Regions from separate parts of the Sus scrofa genome. Here region 2 is linked to region 1. A link is a contact called in public HiChIP or PLAC-seq data. All regions are on one chromosome and are shown on one strand. The core of a region is the stretch at or near the end of the contact, and the rest is flanking DNA. Distances in the headings are between cores, read along the strand shown. Region 1 overlaps SEC24D (protein transport protein Sec24D). Region 2 overlaps SEC24D (protein transport protein Sec24D).

Evidence for each region. HiChIP or PLAC-seq counts read pairs in DNA pulled down with a chosen protein or histone mark.
Region 2: a contact with region 1 is called in an H3K27ac HiChIP or PLAC-seq map of skeletal muscle, with 2.3 times the contacts expected there. The contact joins two enhancer-like sites. A contact is called at or near these places in 2 of 47 Hi-C or Micro-C datasets (heart right ventricle and skeletal muscle) and 1 of 2 datasets of contacts at active chromatin or transcription factors (skeletal muscle).

Annotation. Positions count from the first base shown.
Region 1 is chr8:104,696,782-104,703,262 of Sscrofa11.1, forward strand. The region is part of intron 2 of SEC24D (protein transport protein Sec24D); the gene reads left to right. The region is part of intron 4 of SYNPO2 (synaptopodin-2); the gene reads right to left. Among named protein-coding and RNA genes, the nearest start is that of MYOZ2, 91 kb to the left of the region's middle. Within about 2 kb of position 2,605, at least 33 of the 83 cell types and tissues checked have an H3K27ac peak or open chromatin away from gene starts, as enhancers often do. A contact at or near this core is called in skeletal muscle, where this site is marked.
Region 2 is chr8:104,956,803-104,962,785 of Sscrofa11.1, forward strand. It overlaps SEC24D (protein transport protein Sec24D), which reads left to right. Exons shown (of 26, transcript XM_021100700.1): 13 at 2,625-2,740. Among named protein-coding and RNA genes, the nearest start is that of METTL14, 94 kb to the right of the region's middle. Within about 2 kb of position 2,034, at least 33 of the 83 cell types and tissues checked have an H3K27ac peak or open chromatin away from gene starts, as enhancers often do. A contact at or near this core is called in skeletal muscle, where this site is marked.

The sequences.
Region 1 (6,481 bases), core at 1,355-3,854:
AAATACAAAATGGTTCTTTGTAAAAGCTTGCTTTTTGTATGAATGCACAATACCTGGGACATAATTTTATAAAATGGAATATGTGCATTTTAACATGATGGAGATATAGTGAATCAGGTGAAACCATAAGCAAGGGGCAGTAAAAGTTCTGCTTTGCAGCACTGCAAGCCCTTTTCTTACTTCAGGGTGCCTGATGGCTGCCCCAGGACTAAAGGTGTCTCCAAGTTTCATAGTGCTCTCCATTTTCAGGACGCACTGTGTGTGAGGATACCAAGAATTATAATCACACTTTACAGACATTGGAACCAAAGCAAATCCTCTAGCCAGGGCTTTAAGGAAAGAAAAATTATTCTCTAACCTCCTAAGTTCTGCAGGATTTCCTGTTGTGGCTCATCGGGTTAGGAACCCAACTAGTACCCATGAGGATGCAGGTTCAATTCCTCGCCTTGCCCAGTGGGTTAAGAATCTGGCATTGCCATGAGCTGTGGTGTAGGTTGACAGACACAGCTTGGATTCGGCGTTGCTGTGGCTGTGGTATAGGCCGGCAGCTGCAGGAGCTCTGATTCATCCCCTAGCATGGGAACTTCCATATGCTGCAGGTGCGGCCCTAAAAAAAAAATTTAATTTTAAGATACTCTTCCTTTCTTCAAATATTCTGGAAATTAAAATAATAAGGAACAAATTTTGTCTTGTGAGCTTTTAAACTGACCCTGTTTTTTTGTTTTTTTGGTTTTTTTTGCGGGGGGGGGTTGTCTTTTTAGGGCCGTGGCATATGGAAGTTCCCAGGCTAGGGGTCAAATCGGAGCTGCTGCAGCTGCCAGCCTACACCACGGCCACAACAACGCTGGATCCGAGCCATGTTTGTGATCTACACCACAGCTCATGGCAACACTGGATCCCTAACCCAGTGATCGAGGCCAGGGATCGAACCTGCATCCTCATGGATGCTAGTCAGATTCATTTCCCTTGGACCACTATGGGAGCTCCCAATCTGGCCCTGATTTTTCAAAGCATTGAACTACATCAAAATACTCATGAAACTTAAAAACCCAAATGTTTTTAAGGAGCTATTTATATATAGAATTATAAAATCTTAGAGATGGAAAAAATTTTAGAGATCCTGCAATCGAGCTTGCATGAGGTTCGAGAGTTCCTTCTACAACACACCTGATAGGCATTGCAGTGGAAAAGCACAGGATGTGAAAACAGATAAACCTGGATTCTCCTGGTGAGTCTGCCACCTTACTGGCTGGGTGATTCTGGGCAATTTCTTAAGCTCTCTGAGCTTTAGATTCCTTATCAATTAGAAAAAATGAGGATAATTTAGTGGCGGAGTGGCACAATTCATCTACATTGCCAACCACAGTTGTTGACTACCCACTCCTTACCACAGCCTTGGCCTGACAACCTGCACCCGATTTTGCCTGAAGTTATGGCAAGGACCAAGTAACCATACAGAGCAGAGTTCCCTCCATCTAGCACTGAGTCATCTTCTTTTTCTCTCCTCCCTTCCCCTCTCCTATTGCTGTACCTGGGAGCTTTGGATAGGAGATAGTGAGCCCCTCATGACTGAGGGCAGGAGAACTTGCTGGAATAAAGTTGTTGTGTGAATTAAATACATGTATTAAGGCCCTTAACACATTTGAAATTTCTAATATGTATGTTAGTTCTTTCTCTATCCCTTCCCCCAAGTTGTTGAAGCTTTCTTAAGTTAAACTGAAATTTACTATCTTGTAACTGCCATTCATTAGTCCTGTTTTTCTTTTTCACCAATGAAGACCTTTAATCTCTCATCCATATCAAACTTCCTCAAATATCCAGCTCTTCTACCTCCTCCCACTGGTAAATGTACGAACATATCTCCTCTTACAGAACCTCCAGACACCTCACCATCCTTTTTGTTTTAGAAATAAACTTTAGTGCATCAAAGGCCTGAAAACAATACTCTCAATGGGATCAAAGCTGTACTCAGTGGGTCCACCTCTCCCTTTGTTCTGTTTAAGCAGCCTCTAAGGTTTAAGCAGCCTCTGACTGATTTTGTCAATCCACCACACCATTCGTTCATTTAAATGTGAAGTTCAAACAAAAGTACTGGGATATTTCCCTGTGCTCCATAAATGTTTTGAGGATTTTACAATCATATTTGTTTTCATTTTAAAAAAGCTAATTAGCATTCAAAGTGCTTCAAAATTCTCCTTTAGTCTAGATCCCAAAATAAAAATGTTTTCATTACTGCCAGAGAGATTTCAGTTTGTTATTAGTAAGAACATTTTTGATTGGAGATAAGAGACTCTACCGCCCTACGGCCAAGGGAAGTCATACAATCCCTTTCCCCAGAGATAAGAAAAATCAGCCAAAGAATTTTGTACAGTCTCTAGATGATAAAATTGTATCATTCTATACCTAGAAATATTTATTCTCAGGCTTGATTAGAAGCAGAGGGCCAGATAAAATCACATCTCAAAGTCCTCTTTATTCTTCTATTTAAAAAACAAATTTAGAAGACTTTTTAAAGCAAATTATTTGCAACACGTTTTTAGAATGGCTGCCTGTGACGCACTCTGATCAGGAAGAGAGTTTGCTGCCACCTCCTGGGCCCCTAGAATAAAGTCATCAACATCAGCGCTTCAGGGCCTGTTCCTTCAGACAGGGCATCAAGAGCATTTGAAAGCAGGTGCTGTTTACAATTCTGGCTGTCCCTGATTGGATGAACTGGAAAACTATTCATGAGTTTTAAAGAATAAAGTCTACTTCAGTGTTTTTTGTTTTTTTGGCCACGTCCACCACATGTGGAAGTTCCTGGGCCAGAGATCGATCCCATGCCACAGCAGCAATCTAGCTACTACAGTGACAACACCAGATCCTTAACCCACTGTGCCACAAGGGAACTCCTGACTTCAGTGTTTTGTGTGTTAGAAAGTTGTTTTCAAAGTGCAGTTCACAACCATTGATATCAGAATCACCCGGGGTATATATATAAAAAACAAATTCCTGGGCCCCACCCAGAGCTACTAAATCAGAATTTCCCTGGGGAAAGGGGAATCAATTTTCCCTTGGGACCAAAAGTTGGAAAACTATATGTTAGGATACTCTGAGGGCAATAGTTTGCTAACACTAAATCCCTGTATATAAAGGCAATAACATTAGTTAGTGAATTGAAGTGTTAAATTTTAAATCAAAAGTTCTAAGTGATATATTTTGCTTTGCTCTTTATTTCAGTAATACCACCTGAAATGGATTGTAACATTTTGTTGGATATTTTATAATGTAGAATTCAAAATCTATTTAGCTCCTATTAAATTTACATGAAGGAATATAATTGACATCACTGATAAGCATTAACAAGTAGTCCAGGAGTTTTCATTGTGGCTCAGTGGGTTAAGAACCTGACTACTACCCATGAGGATGCTGGTTCAATCCCTGGCCCCATTCAGTGGGTTAACCATCCAGTGTTGCTCCAACCTTATGGTGTAGATCACAGATACGGCTCGGATCTGGCATTGCTGTGGCTGTGGGGTATGCCAGCAGCCACAACTCCAATTCAACTCTGGCCCAAGAGCTTCCATATACTGAGGGTACCGCTATTAAAAAAAAAAAAAAAAAGTAGTCCAGTGGTCCAGACCATCAATAAACTATAAGTATGATTAAAAAACAAACTTATTGTGTAGGGTTTGTATGATCCTTTAATTAGCATTTTATTTATATCAGTCCAGCCTTTTCCTTAGTGATTTTTAGCTCTAGAGGATGGTTTTGTGAACACTTCTTTATCAATCTGAGTTATGCTAGCAGAAAGAACTAATGCAATGCAAGAAAGAGACCTAGTTTTTTTCTTTTTAAGAAAAAAATGTAATTAAATGTCACAAAAGGAAAACTGAACTAAATAAATTTAACTGTATTTGAAACAAAAGCAATTTTGAATTCTGATAAAATTTTCAGAGTCTCAATGTGTTGTGATTTTTTCTTTCTTCACAATCAGTCCTAATTTCTGCTTCTGACTCAGAGGATTCTAGAAGTACCAGAAAACCCACAAAAATTCCCTGGGTTTGAAGGGCAGCTGGAATTTTAGGTTCCTCCCTACATCAGTCACTCAGCTTCTGAGAAATGTTTTTCATCATTTGCCCTTCAAGCTGAGAGTTTGCTCTGTTCAGACAGAGGTTTCACTCTTTTCTGGTTGTAGAAACTGATCATGCTTCTCAGGAAAGGGGATCCATTACTCTAAAAGGGCCAGGTTGCTGACCCTTTGTCCTGGGATGGTGTTGGGGAGGAGGGATAAGAACAGCTGTCTGCTGTGCCATCAGAGGCCAGCCAGGTTCTGTCAGAGCCCCAACTGTTGCAGGCCTGAATATGGGTAGCCTTAAGGATTGGGTTGCCAACTGTTCCACTTTCTGTGTGCTAGGCCTAGAAAAGCTTCAATTATCTTACTACAACCTTGCTCAGGATACCAACTATCCTATTTGGAGAATATATTTCATTTATAAGCATTTTCTATAAGAATTCTTTCTATATTGCTAAGTGTACCACACTCGTTCTCTTTAATATCGGTACTTTGAATTGAACATAGTCCCTTTGTAGTAGAGTCTGAAAATTTTTTTAAAAACACTTTTTACCAGTCTTTTTGAACCCCGTCTCATTTTTCTATACCACTCCAATAATGCTAGTACAATAGATGGAGACAAAAAAGAAAATTGACCAACAGGCTGAATATAGAGGAATATAGACATATAAACTTCAGTAAGAAGAAACAGTAGAGGAGAAACAAAGATCTCTCAGCAAAAAAGACTCCTGGGGATAGATTATTCCTCATGTCAATATGAGATTTGTTCAGATACTGCTTCTGCTTTTTCTATTTTAGTTCTGTTAGATACTTTAAATTGGAATTCATATTAACAGAAAAAAAACAAAAGAACTTGTTTAATTATTGCTTTTGAAATAGAGCTATTGTTTATTGGATGCCCTTTACAAGAATATTAATAGCTAATATATGGTGAATGCTTTCTATATGCCAGGCACTGTTCTATACACATAACACATATTGGTTTGTTTTAATCTTCACAATTTGTGAGGTATGCCTGTTATTCTCTCCATTTCCCAGCAGAGAGTACTGAGACACAGAAAGGCTGAATTATTTGCCTAAAATCTCCCTGTTGGCAAGAGGCAGCTTGGAATTCAGCTGTAGGCATTTGACCCAAGTCCACACACTTACCCACTGCAAAATGATGCCTCTGTAGGCTTGGTGTTTATGTGGAATCCAGTCATGGGTTGATTCCATTTAAGAAATGGTTACATTTTGCTTTCCCTAAATCCAATGATGACTTTTTTTTTAATTTAAATATTTGAGGGAACAATTTTTCCCTATTGTTGTTACTAAAATTTGAGGAGTTTCTCATCACTATTCTTTTTTCCCTTAATTTACCTGGTATAAATTAGCACAGCTATAGTAATATATGACAGCTCAAAGTGGGTGTTGAGGAACTTGCTCTAATACATTACAGATATTCCTTCAACGGTAAGTAACTAGCAAAATGTTAGGCCTCGCCCTATCATTTGAGTTAAAAGCAAATAGGCTAACAGAAATAAAGACAACAGCCTTTCTCCCTTCCCTTCCACCTGTTTAAGAGTGTCTATCATTTGGGGCTACCAAAGTTATAAAAAGCTTTTCCAACATTTCATACTTTGATTTAGAAGGCTTAAAGTAACTTTTGAGTTATTTCTGAAACAGGTTAAAACTGACTGCCTCTGATGGGCAATTCCTTTCATATGTGACCCTTGTCTTCTTGTCATCAAGAAAGGTGTGTAACCTTGTGATTAGAGAATGGCTTTGGAGGCTGACTGTTGGGTCTTGAGTTTTAGGCCCATCACTTTAGACAAGTTCCTTGATTTTATTTTCTCATCTGTAAAGTAGAATGATAATATGCTTCACACACTAGTCATTTTGTGATGCCTAAAAACGTTAACTTTTGTTAAGTATTTAGAATGGCACATAGTAAGCCCTCATAATGATCACTTTATAAGTGGCTCTATGATTTTTAAATTAAGGCAGTGAAGCTCTGCAAATACAAGAGGTTTTTAAAATTGACTTAGAAGTTCACATCTACTTTCTTTGAGGTTAGTGATGAGAATATTCAAACCTATGTTTAGAATCCATTACACTATTTCCTCAGGAGATGTTTTTAAAATGACAATGAGACATAGTTTAAGAGGGGAGCAAAACTACCGAAAGTGCATAGGATATAAAAATTTCCTTTCTAGGGAGTTTTTGACATAAATACTTGTTGAGAAACCTTCCACTGAGAACACTGCAGCAGCAAAGGTTTGCTGCCTCATTCATGTCCAGGGTGAATGCTAGATCATCCAGGAGAGACTTTAAAAATTCAAATGATGACTACTTTTTGGATGTATTTTGAAACACTGAAAACTTGTGACTTAGCATTATTCTGTTTAGAATTATTCTTATGGAAATAGCTCAAGTTATTGGTTTAGT
Region 2 (5,983 bases), core at 784-3,283, 260 kb after region 1:
GAGGACCTTTGGTCACTTCTTAAAAATACCTTGCTGTGGAATAGATTCTTTGGTTTCCAGCATCATCTCAAAGACTGGGTTATGGTCCTCTTGGAAGTTCTCTCTGCTTGCTCTGACTGTGGCATCTACTCAATACCAACAGGATATACTCGTGAGACTGGATTCTGTTGGTTCTCCCTGTCACCACCACCCCCTGCCCCAGACTTCTCTTTCTAAGGAAGATCTTATTCCATCTCTCAGCCTGGATGAAACCTGCAACCAAATCCTGGGCTATCACACAATCTCAGGACCTGGATTTCAGGAACCCTATGACCACACACCTCCCTGTGTTTTGGTTTTGGAGGAAAAAAGTCTTGAGACAGCAGAGGCCTCTCCTGAAGCATTTTGATGAATGTCTCCACCAAGGTCACCAGATCCTCAAGGTCTTCACTCAGGCCCTCAACTTTCTTAGCAGGGTGATCAAAAATTTATCAAGGATCTGTCCACTGAGATCATCTGAGATCTTCAGTTTAGCATGACTCTCTGGCCTCACACTTGAAGTGCCATCTCCAAGCCTTAAAAGGTCCTGACACTTCCTGGTAGGGAAAAAAAAAAACTACTCAGAGTTCTTCTACACAAAATTCCCCTCTCTTGGGAGCCACTCCTAGGAAGCTGCCATGTTCATTTTCTAATAGGGTTATTCATATTAGACTGCAATATTTACTCCCACAAGGAGGCCAGACTCCCTTAGGTTTCCACTGACACCTACATTCTTCATTTGGGTTTAAAGAAGGCACACATTTGGAGTTAGAAAGAACCCAGCAGGCTTGGTTACGTGACTCCTCTCTGTTTCCCTTCAAGGTATCCGGACATTGCACAGTGGGAAGCATATGAGGCCAAAAGACACACTGGAAGATGGGTATCATGTGGCAGTGCATAATTTATGGGGAGCATGAATTCTGGTTTATAAAACATGGCAGATAAATGCTAACAGACATAAAATTAATTTTAAGGGGAAACTTTTTTTCGCATATTATAGGCAGGTGTGTGAATGAAAATAAATTGTAGAAGCTGTGTAGAAGCCACCACCCCGATGCATCCTAGAATACCAATGCATCGTCCAACTCATCTAAACATAACACGATAGCAATTTAAGGCCCTCATAGCCTTCTGTTCTCCTTTTTTTTTAAGGGCCGCACTCATGGCATATGGACGTTCCCAGGTTAGAAGTCCAATCAGAGCTGCAGTTGCTGGCCTATGCCACAGCCACAGCAAGTCCAGAACCGAGCTGCGCCTGCGACCTACGCCACAGCTCACTGCAACACCGGATCCTCAACCCGCTGAGTGAGGCCAGGGATCAAATCTTCATCTGCATGGATACTAGTTGGGTTCGTAACCCGCTGAGCTGCAGCAGGAACTCCCTCTTATGGTTTTCTTAGCTCAGCTGAGGCCATCAGTTTCTCACTTCCATAACCTTTTCAAGACCTTGAATTTTCCAGATTCAGAGATCCGTATGTACTTAAGAGTCTTGTTTAAAAAGAAGTGGCTCTGGCGTAGGCCAGTGGCTACAGCTCCGATTCGACCCCTAGCCTGGGAACCTTCATATGCCATGGGAGCAGCGCAAAGAAATAGCAAAAAGACTAAATAAATAAATAAATAAATAATAAAAAATAAAAAGAAGTGGCTATGTGATGATAAGAAAGTGGGAAAAAATTCAAGCCTTAGTGATATTTTCAGTCCAAACTAAGAAAAAAATCCTGTTGTAATCTGTGTGTTAGTTCACAGCTAAAAATAAAGAATACTGAGTTGTTGGTTTTAAAACAAAAGTCATTACTTCTGTTATTTTGCAAATGAAGTTGTTGTTCATTATGAAATGCTTGAAACCAGAGCATTCCTGTTTATTCAGATACTTCTATTGTCAGTGGTTTAATGGCCAGCCCTATTAATCTCAGGGCAATGGGAGTTCGTTTTCACAGAGATACCAGGCCATATTTGTCCAAGTGTTCAGTGTGTGACTCATAAGTGTTTCTGTGCTATTGGATGACTTCCAGGTCTTTGCCAGAACTAACCTTCTTAGACATTTGAATCAAATTAAGAGTTCCTCGGCCGAGAGCTTAGTGGTGTAGTCTTTCCCTAATACAGTAATCCTCTCTGCTCTGAAGCCCAAACATTAAAGATTACCATGCAAACTCCCCATGGCTGAAGACATTTCTTAATTAAAGGATAATAAATACTATAGCTCATAGTATAGTCCAAGTAACCAATGTATATTTGCTGGCACAATGAAAATTTAAATAGAAAAGCCAGAATTCTTTTTAAAAGAGGTAATTAAACAGGGACAATTGTTTCAATTGTGACAATTTAAAAACACTGGTATTTTTATCCCCTATTTCTCTATAATGATCTAAATCATTAATGTTCTTTGTCATCAATAACTGTGGAAGGGTTAAGAGGATATTTTAGAAAACCCTCATTCTTTCTAAGACATGCTTTTTAATATGGATATTTAGAATATACTGCATTCCAGCTTTACAATATTTTTTTCTCATAGTAACTCCTTTCTTCCCATAGTAAATTTTGAAAACTGACTAAATCGTCTGTGTTATAAAAACAAAATATTTCCTTTCCTATTTTGTTTTTGTTAGTTCCGCCATTCTATTTCCAACATCTGGACCACATTGGAAGAAGACTGGACCACTACGAGAAGCCAGAGCTATCTCTAGGATCTTATGAATATGTTGCTACTTTGGATTACTGCAGAGTAAGTGTTCCCAGGACTTGTGTGTTTATATACAGATGTCAAATACAAGTGCCTAATTTTCACTTGTAATGAACTAACTCTTAATTCACAAACAAAGCATGTTGTGGTGCCATGAGGATGAAGAAATGCCTAAGACACAGATCAAGCCTTCTAGGCTGTGAACATGATTAACAACCAGGCCATCCGCTGCAATGATCTTTTTAAAAACTAAGAAGTGGTGGCAGAAGTATAAAATAATTTTATGTCCCTAGCAGATAGAATATGCTAGGTTCTTAATGCAGCAGTTCCATATCGTACCTCTGACTTGTTTTGTCAGTCATCTCAGAAAAACTTCCCTTCTAAGACAAAAACTCAGCCACTATGGTCAGTAAGACTCTGGGCATGTTTCTGTAGCTCCTCTCTCTACTCCATTTGTCACCTCAGTAATGTAAGGCTCTCAGAATCTCCCTTAGATTGTTTCAGCAGACTGGGATCCTGGGCTCTGGTTTCCTTGCTTTAACATGTAACCATGAGACTATAATGAAACACGATGAATGATTTTAGAGGAGTACAGGGTGGGTAGGAAGGATATAGATATGGAAGATCAAGCAAGATCTCAGGATTTGCCAGCTCTGTAGGATTGAGTAGATTCTTATGGGTTTTATTCCAGAGGGTTTGGACACTGTCTCACAGGTAACAGAGGACCAAAGTGTTGTCTAAGCAGAGTGGTTATCTTTTAAGGAGAAAACTCATGAGATATGGGGGGCAGGGAATAGGGGCAGGGGAAAGAGAGATGAGATCAGCAAGCAGTGACAAAAGGACCAGTCAGGAGGCTGTTCACTGAATTAACTTTGAAGAGAAACCTAAAAATTACATTTATGCTTTGGCCTCTGCTGCAGGAGAAAACATTTGCTCAGAGCAATAAAAATGAGCTTTCAGGTTTAATAAAATAAAATGTAACCTGAAAAGAAAAAGAAGAAGAAAAAAATGTTACTATGAGACTCTTTCTTCTACCTTAATCTAAAAAATTAAATTCAGAAACTTAACTGGCCTCATAAGACCGTTAACTGTTGGACCCCAGGCTACCACCTCAGCTGTATCTTCAGTTGTGTGGAACTCTTTCCCCCCATACTCTGAATTCATCACTCTCCATACAACTACATACTTTAAGATACTCTTCTGACCCAACTACCTTTCCATCCTCCCATGTATCCCACCCAGAAAACCCCTACTTATTCTCTAATCTCTGGCTGAAAGTTTATCGTGTGTGTGTGTGTGTGTGTGTGTGTGTGTGTGTGTGTGTGGCGCACGCGTGCGTGCATGCATGCTTGCATACACAAAAGTTTCTCTGACTTCATCGTTGTCATTTACTAAATCTTCAGATTTTTTTCCCCATAGAATTGGTCCATATACCTGTTTTAGCCATTATCCCCATAGAATTTGAAGCTTCTTCTATTTTCCCTCTTCATAGATTCTGATATCCTTAGGGACAAGAATCTTGCCCTAGCTACCTTCATGGCGTCTACCATCGTGTCTGCCACAGTGTAGGCAGCTGATCAGTGCATGTGGAGGAATGAATGAGCGAATCAGTTTGCAGGTGTGTCGCTCTTCCCAGGCTTGGCCATGTCCCTTCTTCAATATCATAATGATTGTAACATCATTATAGGTACCTTGCAGGGCTTTAAAATTCTTCAGAGATTTGAAAATACCTTCTTGGGTATCAGTTCAGATTTCAGCTTGTATCTGAAGTACCATGTTTTAGACTTGAAGAAACTGAATCCTTTTAACTTAATTCCCCTTCTAAAAATGAATGCTTCCCAATCAATGCCCAGTTCTCAGAAAACAACCTCTGACCCAAGGATTTCTTTCCTAGATATTTGCTAGGGGACCAGTCCATGTTGTATTGAATAAAATTGCAAAGAATGTTTTTTTTCCTAAGTAGAAGTTTTTTCAACTGAGTGGATTTTTGTTGTTGTTGTTGTTTGTTTGTTTTGTTTTGGCTTTTTAGGGCCACACCTGTGGCATATGGAAGTTTTCAGGCTAGGGGTCAAATCAGAGCTACAGCTGCTGGCCTGTGCCACAGCCACAGCAACGCCAGATCCGAGCCACATCTGTGACATATACTAACAGCTCACAGCCATGCTAGATCCTTAAACCACTGAATGAGGCCAGGGATTGAACCCGCATCCTCATGGATCCTAGTCGGATTCGTTAACCACTGCGCCACGACGGGAACTCCTGAGTAGATTTTTAAATGTTTTTCAGTGAACGTAATTTTTAACATTTATTTTAGTGCTTTATATGATTTTTTCACTATATTACCTAGAACTATTTATTAAAGAAAGGTGATTACTTTGTTAATTTTAAATGTAATATTTGAACATATTTTGGGAAACATAACATTTTTTGGTACAAATGCTTTATTTCAGGCAAAAAACTTGTCCTAAAGTACTAGTTACTTTTTGACAGCTTACTTATTCTTTATTGCTGTTGACCAAAGGAGAATGATTAGGCAGAACATAAATATTTGAAGTTCTAATTAAATGTAATAAAGCCTTTGTAACTAATGATGGAAAATTTTTTTACCGATCTTTGCAATAGTACTGTAAATCTAACTAAGCCCTGAGTTTCCAGTTCTTTGCCAAAAAGGCTATATTATCTTGATTTTATGCTTTTTTAGTAGAAACTTAGGCAGGGAGTCAAATCTATTTCTGGGAACAAAAGTCTCAGTATCTTCAAACTCTGTTATCTGGAAATGTTCCAGATGCCTAATTGGTGGGAAATCTTATACAGCAGGCAACGAACCAAGTAAAAACTGTACGTTTTGAAAAGTTTTGTGTAAGCTTCACCTTCCTTTTATTGTTCCAAGTAGGGTTCATAATAAAAAAAAAGATACCGTGTTTTCAAATTTAATTATAACTTATAAATGAAGTATGACAATGAATTGCCTTAGAGATTTGGATGATGAAAAAGAGCTTATATAATTTGTATGCATATTTTTAAAAATCACACAAACTTTAAAAAGAATTACAAAAATCACTCGTGTCCTATTCATTTTAGTTTATCTTAATACCAATTTTAGATGATAAAATTAACATTCACCATTTGATGCTCTATGCTAAGTGCTTTCTATGTATTGTATTATTTAGTTCTCACAGTGAATTCATGGGGTGAGTACCACCTTTTTGTGGGGAAACTGAGAGAGTTTAAGTACCAACCTCAGAGTTTGAATCCTGCATTGCTGTGGTGGCCTAGGCCAGCAGC